Linked DNA regions of Pan troglodytes: all the other regions are linked to region 1. A link is a contact called in public Hi-C and HiChIP or PLAC-seq data. All regions are on one chromosome and are shown on one strand. Each heading gives the region's core, a stretch centred on a gene start, on an enhancer-like site or on the middle of the called end of the contact. The rest is flanking DNA. Distances are from core to core; before and after follow the strand shown.

The links. Hi-C and Micro-C count contacts between places; a contact is called where the count stands out from the background. HiChIP or PLAC-seq counts read pairs in DNA pulled down with a chosen protein or histone mark.
Region 2: a Hi-C map of stem cell-derived neural progenitor cells shows a contact between it and region 1, with 2.4 times the contacts expected there. The contact joins the promoter of GAL here to the promoter of IGHMBP2 in region 1. A contact is called at or near these places in 1 of 7 Hi-C or Micro-C datasets (stem cell-derived neural progenitor cells) and 1 of 1 datasets of contacts at active chromatin or transcription factors (stem cell-derived excitatory neurons).
Region 3: a contact with region 1 is called in an H3K4me3 HiChIP or PLAC-seq map of stem cell-derived excitatory neurons, with 4 times the contacts expected there. The contact joins the promoter of TPCN2 here to the promoter of IGHMBP2 in region 1. A contact is called at or near these places in 1 of 7 Hi-C or Micro-C datasets (stem cell-derived neural progenitor cells) and 1 of 1 datasets of contacts at active chromatin or transcription factors (stem cell-derived excitatory neurons).

Annotation. Positions count from the first base shown.
Region 1 is chr9:70,949,641-70,952,465 of NHGRI_mPanTro3-v2.0_pri, reverse strand. It overlaps IGHMBP2 (immunoglobulin mu DNA binding protein 2), which reads right to left and starts at 1,380. Exons shown (of 15, transcript XM_054662474.2): 1 at 694-1,380. The coding sequence starts at 1,010. It also overlaps MRPL21.
Region 2 is chr9:70,729,145-70,731,969 of NHGRI_mPanTro3-v2.0_pri, reverse strand. GAL (galanin and GMAP prepropeptide) reads right to left here and starts at 1,355. Exons shown (of 6, transcript XM_001173776.7): 1 at 1,149-1,355; 2 at 877-957; 3 at 227-281. The coding sequence starts at 957.
Region 3 is chr9:71,098,029-71,100,853 of NHGRI_mPanTro3-v2.0_pri, reverse strand. TPCN2 (two pore segment channel 2) reads right to left here and starts at 1,380. Exons shown (of 20, transcript XM_063784233.1): 1 at 1,196-1,380. The coding sequence starts at 1,304.

The sequences.
Region 1 (2,825 bases), core at 131-2,630:
ACGTAAGTGTTAGCTCTGATTGTTTTGGACAAGTAAATAGTCCCATTCGGAAACAAGCCCGGCTCTCATGTACATGGCTCCCCACACCTCTCAGGACAGCTCCCCACCCTACCCCGCACCCACCAGCTTAACTCCAATTTTCCTTCAGGCACCACTCCCTCCTTGAAGCCACCATGACCCTCCCCAGGGAAGGGTCTTCCTCCTCCAGGCTCTTTCCCCGCGACACGCACGCAGCCGGCCCTGGACGCGCTGGAGGGGAAGGGACTCTCTGCTCATGCCCAGCCCGCCGTTGGCCGGATCGGGGGCAGCCAGTGCACCTGACTCATGCTGCCGGGGCCTGACTGAGAATGGGCGCAAACCATGTTTAGTGAATGAATAAGGGAAAGGGCTGCTAACTCGCTGCGGGTGGAACTGGGGTCGGGGCCAGGGCCCAGGAGTGTAAGCTTAGCGGGGGTCTCGGGTCGGGAAATCAAAGTGCTTCTTAAGGGTCCCCAAACGGAACGCGCTGCCCAGGAAGTGATGAGACTGACAACTCGGGAGGTGGCCAGGCAGGGGACGGACGATCCCTGCCCCTGACTCGAAGGGTCGGAGACGAAATTCCCGCCCCAGACTATGAGGCCGAGCCCCTCGGAGACTCTGCCCGGGACACGGCGGGACCGACCGCGAGGGAGCGGCGCCGGCGGCCTCCCGTACCTGCGCTCCTCCACCTCCGCGTCTCTCTCGAGCTCCAGCAGGTCCAGTTGCTTGGTCACGAAGCTCTCCACAGCTGCCGAGGCCATCGCCGAGGCCATCGCCGCCGCCGGCCTGGGCCGCGAACAGCCGACGTCCCGCTTCTGCGCCGGGCCGGTGTTACAGCGGGACCGGTGTTCCCCGCCGGGCCCGTGCGTTACGTACGCGGTTCGCGTCGTTTCCGTTTCCGGCCGAGGCTGCGGGAAGATGGCGGCGGCCATGGCAGCATCTTCCCTGACGGTCACCTTAGGGCGGCTGGCGTCCGCGTGCAGCCACAGCATCCTGAGACCTTCGGGGCCCGGAGCTGGTGAGACCTGGGATATGGGAGGAAGGGAGGACGCAGAGCGAGCGCTGCTCCCTGCGGTCTCGCTACGTATGTGCCTGGGTCCGACCTGGTGCCTTGTGTGTTGATCGCATTTGTGGTGAATATAGCACGGGTTTTGGAGTCGGGGGAACCCAGGTTCAGATTTTGATTCCTTCAGTTAGTAGCCTGAATACTGACAATAGCCCTTGAACTTTGGTATAGGCCCTATGTTATGGGGGAGAAGAGTGAGGCTCAGAGGAGCTAGGTAACGTGCCCAGGGTCACACAGCGGGGAAGTGGAAGAAGAGTACTTCAGGCGCAGTCATTTCGGCTCCAAAGCCTGTGCTTGAACCACTGCCCCCAGGCTGCGAGCTGGTCTGAAAAATGGTGATGGATATCCTCGCCTAATCTGAACTTATTCTGCAAAAGAAACAGCCGTATTTAAGGCGCTGGGCTGATACGAGGCTCCAAAAAGGTTATGTTCGTTAAAAACTCTATAAATCTCTGCCTGAAAATGGTTGGAGTGTGTATTTGTGTGCATGAGTGTTTATGTATGTTTTAAACCTGGGTCTCATGTCTCACCATGACCCCCAAAAATGGAAAACTGGATCTAACTCTATATTGGACGATATTAAAAGAATAGTACCATAATTCCCAAAACTTGGAAGCAACCCAGATGTCCTTCAGGAGATGAATGGTTACATAAACTGTAGGACATCCATACAGTAGAATATTATTCAGCAATAAAAAGAAATGAGTCATGAAGAGACATGGAGGAAACTTACATACATGTTACTAAGTAAAAGAAGCCAACCTGAAAAGGGGACATCTTGTATGTTTCCCACTATGACATTCTGGAAAAGGCAAATCTAAGGAGACAGTAAAAAGTTAGATGGGGGGGTAAGAGGATTGGGGGAGAAAAGGATAAATAGGTGGAGCTCAGAGGATTTTTAGGGCAGTGAAACTATTCTGTATGATATAATGGTAGATACATGTCATTATAAGTTTGTCCAAATCCATAGAATGTACACTACCAAGGGTGAACCCCTAATGTAGACTATGGACTTTGGATAACAATGATGTGTCAATGTAGGTTCATCAATTGTAAAGATTGTACCACTCTGGTGAGGGATGTTGATAGGAAGCTGTGGGCACATGGACAGGGGACATATGGGAACTCTCTGTACCTTCCACTCAATTTTGGTGTGAAACTAAAACTGCGCTAAAAAATAAAGTCTATTAAGAAATTAATAATAATCACAGAGTTGGGCCAGAGGCAATGTAGATGCCAAAATTGGCCATGAGTTGGTAACTGTTGAACCTGGAAAGGGATAATTGAGAGAGAGTTCACTATTCTGTTCTCTTTACTTTTGTATGCTTGACATTTTCCATAATAAAACTTAGGTTTAAGTAGGCAGGAAAGTTTTTACAAAAGCAGTGGGACTTACTTACTCCATTCTACCTACCTACATGAAACCGCCCCTCCAATGCTATGTTCAAGTACAGACTCACGCGTTAGGAGAGAAAGACACACAGTGAAGCGAGTAGAGACAAGGTGACCAAAACAGTGAGCAGCTGGGGCCTTGAAGAGTGAGCAAAGGAGACGTGATGGAAGTACACAGTCACAGTCTCTAGGACTACCTAAAGGAAATCCTGCGGGAGAGGAAGGAGACTGTTTGTTCCCTGTGGACCCAAAAACAAAGCTAGAAGCAAATTAGGTACAGAAGCCTGCTAAGTTTTTAATAGTGGGATGGATTTGCCAATGGGTTGACTGAGTAGTGTGCGAGAGAAGA
Region 2 (2,825 bases), core at 106-2,605, 220 kb after region 1:
CCAGGGTGGGAATCTCACCCCGGGACAGGGCGGCAGAGCCGGGGCAGGAGAAGCTTCTGGAAAGAACCGTACACAGATCAAGTGTGCAGAGCAATGGAGACGGGCAATGAGGTCAAGAGGGAGGCCAGAGGGTCTGCCCAGCCGCAGGCGGAGGGGCAGGAGCCAGGGTTCAAAGCGAGGGGCAGGTGGGGTCAGGAGTGGGGAGGCCATGCTGTCAGTCACTTACGTGGGCCCAGCAGGTAGCCTGCGCTGTTCAGGGTCCAGCCTCGTTTTTCCTTGGCCTTGAAGGGAGAAAAGGGGGTCAGATGCCAGGGCTGTGCCTGGAGCCGATGCTGAATGGGTGCACCCAGGCTTTCCCGGCATGGCAGAGGACTTAGAACAATGCATGTGCTTTTGGATAGCTCGCGAAATTCCAGGTTTACCCCTAAGTCGGCTATATTTGACATGAAAATGGAACCACTTGATTTACGAAATACTTCACTTGAGGGCCTGAGCCCGCGCACTCTCAGCGCACTGCACCTGCTTTAGTGACACTGAGGCCACGCCAGTGGCTCCTCGCCCTCCATTCTAACTAAGCCCTGCGGAACGGGCGAGCTTCTCGCTTTCCCGAGGCGCTGACCCGAAGCGCAGAGCTCTCCCGGCGGCCTGGTTATAGCCCGGGGCTGTTGATACACTCGGAGAAGCGCGCGGGGGGAATCCCAGGGAGCCCCGGACCCTTCCCGCGACGCCCGCGGCCAGGACAGCGCCCGCACGAGCCTTTCCACTTTCCACCCCCATCCCCGCGGGCAGGGCGGAGGCTGCCTCCTCCAGGAAGCCCTCCACGCCCGGCCGGCTCTGATGTCCCCTTCACTCGGAGGAGACGCGCCCCGCACTTACCGGCGACCAGAGCCCCGCAGAGGCAGAAAGGGCCGCGGCGAGAAGGAGGGAGGCGAGCAGGAGGGCGCTGCCTCGGGCCATCTGGAAGGGAAGGACAGGGCGGGCGGGTCGGAACCCGGAGTGGGCTGCGCCCCGAGGCAAGGAGTGCCGGGGCTGCGGGGAGGAGCAGAGGCGGCGGCCGGGCCAGGGCCCTGGCAGAACCGTCCCTGGGCAGAGGAAAGCCGAAGGGGAAGCCTCCCGGGGGCGCAGGGTCGGCCCGGCGCCAGTAGTACCTTGAGCTGCGGCTGCGCCCGGATTCGGAGCGTCGGGGTCCGGGTGCGGTGGCGGGTCTGGGCGGCAGGTCCGGGCGTCGGGCCGGGTCGGGTGGGCTCTGGCGGCCTGGGGCGCTCACCGCATGGCGCGGCCGGCAGCAGGGGCAGAAGGCGCGGGCCGGGTCCCTCCACGTGTCCGCCGCCCGGTGTGGCCGCCGCCACCGCCGCCGCTGCTATATATGCGGCGCGCCCGGGAGCCGCCCTGAGTCGCGTCACCGGCTCAGCGCCCGCCTCCTGCACCCTCGCCGAGCCCCGAGGGCGACGGGAGTGACCCGAGCTCGGGTCCTCTGGGCCATCATAGGCGGGTGCGGCGGAGAGCCCCCCCTCATCCCGCGGGAGAGACTCCCGCAAATCCGCAGAGAGAACCCCAAACCCGGTGGGAGAGACCCTAATCCCGAAAGACAGAGCCCCATCGCCCCGCGGGAGAGCCCCCAGACCCGCGGCCCAAGTCATCGTTGTGGCGTCAACCCCACTGCTCCCCCCGGGGTCCCAGCCCCAGAGCAACCCTGACCCCCCACAACGTCCCGCGCCTGCGGTCTCCCTGCAGCTTCTCCTCCCAGCCCCTACCGCTGCAAGAGCCAGCTGAGCTCCGCGGCACTGGAGACCCCAGAGGGTGACGGGCAGGGACGACTCCTCAGTCCGAGCCAGTCCCAGCTGGGAGGTCATGGGGTACCCGGGGAATGGCGGGCAACACTTGGCCCTGCGCCCTGGCCGGCTTGTGCTGGGGCTGGAGCGAAGGTTCAGGCCTCGGGAGCCGTCGATGGCGGGGAGGGCAGGCGTTCCCGGCTCCCTGTGCCCAGCGACCTCCCTCCTGTTTCACTAAAGGGGGGCTGTGGATCTCAGGGTCTGCTTGGCCATCCCATTGTGGGAGCTGCGGGACCGTCGAGCATCCACAGGCACCAGCTCAGAAGCTCGGCCTCTCAGTGCCTCCCCTGGCTGCCTGGTCCAGTTGTTAAGAGGGAGCTTTAAGCAGGTCCAGCCATTGGGCAACTGGTTAGGTCCAGAGGGAGAGCAGCCCAGACTCCCAGAGGCCGCCAAGGGGTGGGCGGTGGGCAGAGCAGCAGCAAGAGGCTGTCCTTGTGCCCAAGGCAAAGACATCCCACAGGAACAAGGCCCTCCTTGGCTCCTCCACGAACCCTTCCTGAGCTGGGGCCAAGTCCCGAAACAACCCAGGAGAGAACCCAAGCCTAGGCTGTTCCTTCACCCCGTTCCCAGGCATCAGGGGAGCACAGGATCCCAGGCATCACACTTGTACAATGTGGCACCTCCGGGCTTCCGAAGAGCACGGGGTCATCTGCTGAAAACTCGCCTGACCTCCCCTCCCACTGGCCAGACACCACCCAAGTCCTCAACAGCAGCAGCTGGGTTAGGATCTCCCCACCCACTGGGCTCAATATCAGATGGGTTGATGTCACATCTGTGGGTTGATGTCCACAGGGCACAGGACGAATGATGATCATGACAGTGTCATCTTACCTGTCCTCTACACTTTAGTCTTGGGAACCTTTGCACAGACAGCTACAGGCTGCCCCCAGGAGAGATCCGTCTGCCTCCACGTGGCTGGGGAAGGACAACTGGGCTTTCAAGAACTCTGGCGAAGGCCAGTGGCTGCTGGAGAAGGTGCAGGGCTGCAGCCTG
Region 3 (2,825 bases), core at 131-2,630, 150 kb before region 1:
GTTCCCTGAACGGTGCCATATGCTGGGCGTCTCATCAAGGGGCCTGCCAGAGCTGCTCCCTGCAGATCTCCTTCCTGACTGGTCCCAGGAAGCACCTGAAGAACTTCCTGGAGGCAGCTTCTGAGGTGAGCAGACAGGGTGGCCACCTTGGCCTCTGGTTTTTCATCTCTCGTCAGGGTCCCCTCCTTGGCCCCTCATTACTCCATGGATAGGCACATGCCACAGACCAGTGGGTGGGCACCAGGATTCCAACCCAGTTCCTTCCAGACAGAGGAGGAAAGAAGGAAAGAGAGGCCAGAGAGGGAAGGAGCCAGATGTGAATTCTCAGAGTGGTTCGAGCAGCAGCCGCACCAGAACAGAGGGCTGTGACCTTGGGCAGGTCTCAGGGCCTCTCTGGGCCTCAGTTTCCTCATCTGTGAAGTGAAACTAAGGTCCTTCCACCTCTTAATCCAGAATCTCATTCCCCTGGTGTCAGCGAGGGGCGGACGCACCCCACCCTCGGGGGGCGGATTCAGCAATCTTCAGACCAGGACAAAAAACAGGAAGGGCAGGAGGGAGTGCAGAGGGGACTCTGGGCTGGCAGAGGGCAAGGAGAAGAAGCCGCCCCCGTCTAGGGGGCCCGCCCCAGCCCCACGGGAAGTGGGACGGGGAAAGGCACCCTACAAAGAAAGGACTCCTAGCTCCCAACTGGTTCGAATTCCACCTCGGCCACTTACTGGGTGTGTGACCTTGGGTAGGGTAACGCCTCTCTGTGAGCCTCTGCTTTTTCCAGAAGAAACGGGAAAAATCAAAGTGCTGCCTTCTCTGAGTCAATTAGGCGACCCTCATTACGGCGACAGTCCGGAAGTATGGGGTCTGGGCCCGCCCGGCCACACGGAAGGTGCCTGCCGCAGGTGGCCGGTTCCCTCGGGGCTGCCCAAGGCTGGGCGAGGGCCTCTTCGCCCGGCTGGTCGGGATCAGGACGCGACACGGAAGAGACCCCAGCTCTGCCCTGACCCCGGTCCGGGTCCGCAGGACGCAGCCCACTCGCCCTCAGAACACCGGCTCGCCTGGCACCCGGCGCGGCCCGGGCCCCGCTCGGACTCGAACCTGGTGGGGGCGCGCCCGGCAGAACGCGGGGTGCTGGGACAGCGGGACCCCCACGCGCGACCCTGGTCTCCCGGGCCAGTCCCCTCCCCAGGTCCGGGCGGCTCACCAGGGCCGACTTGGATGCTGCGGTAAGTGGTCAGCCCCGCCGGCCAGTCGCCGCCACCGCCGCGGGCCCCGCCCAGCAGGGGCTCCGACTCCGCCTGGGGTTCCGCCATCCAGCAGCCCGCGCGCTGGACCCGACCCTCAGAAGCTCAAGCCCCGAGGGCGCCCAGCTTCACTGCGCAGGCGCGGAGACCCCGCCCCTGGCGTTCTTGCTGAGGCGCGCACGGCACTGTGGCGCAGGGGATCCCTGCAGTCCCAGCCAATGAGAACGGGGAGGGGGGGGTGGGGGTTCTCCTGAGTGGGGCGGAGCTAAAGGGCCCCGCCCCTCTAGGGTGGAGCTCAGCTTCGTTCCACCCAGGGCGGGGCAGCGTTCTGGGGCTTAAGGGCCGAGGGCTGGGGAGGAAATATGTTCTCAAAGGATGGTCTTTCCGGCCAGAAGCTTCAGCATCACCTGGAAACATTTTAGAAATGCAAATTCTTGGGCCCTTAAACCTACTAAATCAGCAACTCTGCGGGGAGGACCCAGGAATCTGTGTTTTAACAAGCATTCGGGGTGATTCTGATGCATGTGAGTATTGAGTACACGGGGTGACTGCAAAGGACTCCCCCCAGAATGGAACTGGAGTTTACCCTCTGATGGTGAAATTAGGAGGATTCAATATCATTAAGGGAAAAGTTTAAAAAATATGACACACTTAAAAAATATTTACAACGTATATAAAAAGTGTTTTCAACATTAATGCATAAAGACCTTGTATTCGTTTTCTATTGCTACAGTGACTAATTACCACAATCTGAAAATATAAAATAACTCCCATTCATCATCTTTCAGTCCTGCGGGGCAGGAAACCTCCTGTCTCAGGGCCTCACGAGGCTAGAGTCAAAATGTCAGCTGCCGTGGGCTCTTATCTGCAGACTCTGGGGAAAGCCCACTTCCAGGCTCATCCAGGATGTTAACAGAATTGTCTCCATGGGCCTAGGACTGAAGTCCACATCTTCTTGCTGGATGTTGGCTGGTGTCATTCTCACTCCTAGAGGCCACTGCATTCCTTCCACGATGGCTTGAACACCTCCATCATCAGAGCCAGCAAGCAAGAGCACGCTGAAGACGCTTCGAGATGCAGCAAGACGCCTGTAATCCCAGCCCTTTGGGAGACCGAGGCAGGTGGATCACAAGGTCAGGAGATCGAGACCATCCTGGCCAACATGGTGAAGCCCCGTCTCTACTGAAATACAAAAAGTTAGCCAGACGTGGTGGCACGTGTCTATAGTCCCAGCTACTCGGAGGCTGAGGCAGGGGAATCGCTTGAACCCGGGAGGCGGAAATTGCAGTGAGCTGAGATTGCGCCACTGCACTCCAGCCTGGCAACAGAGCGAGACTCCATCTCAAAAAAAAAGGTGCTGCAAGACGCTTCCAATCTCTGTGACTTCCCCTTCTGCCACATCTCTTTACTTTTTCCCCCTCTTTTGGGGAGGGGGGAGGGTTTAAAATAAATATAAAATTTACCATCATAACTGTGAAAGGAAAATAAATCTCAGGACCCCAAAATCACTAAGCCAAAGGGAAAAGTCAAGCTGGGAACTGCGTTGGGCAAACTGCCTCGCCTTTTCTTCTTTAATAAAACAGCTACGAA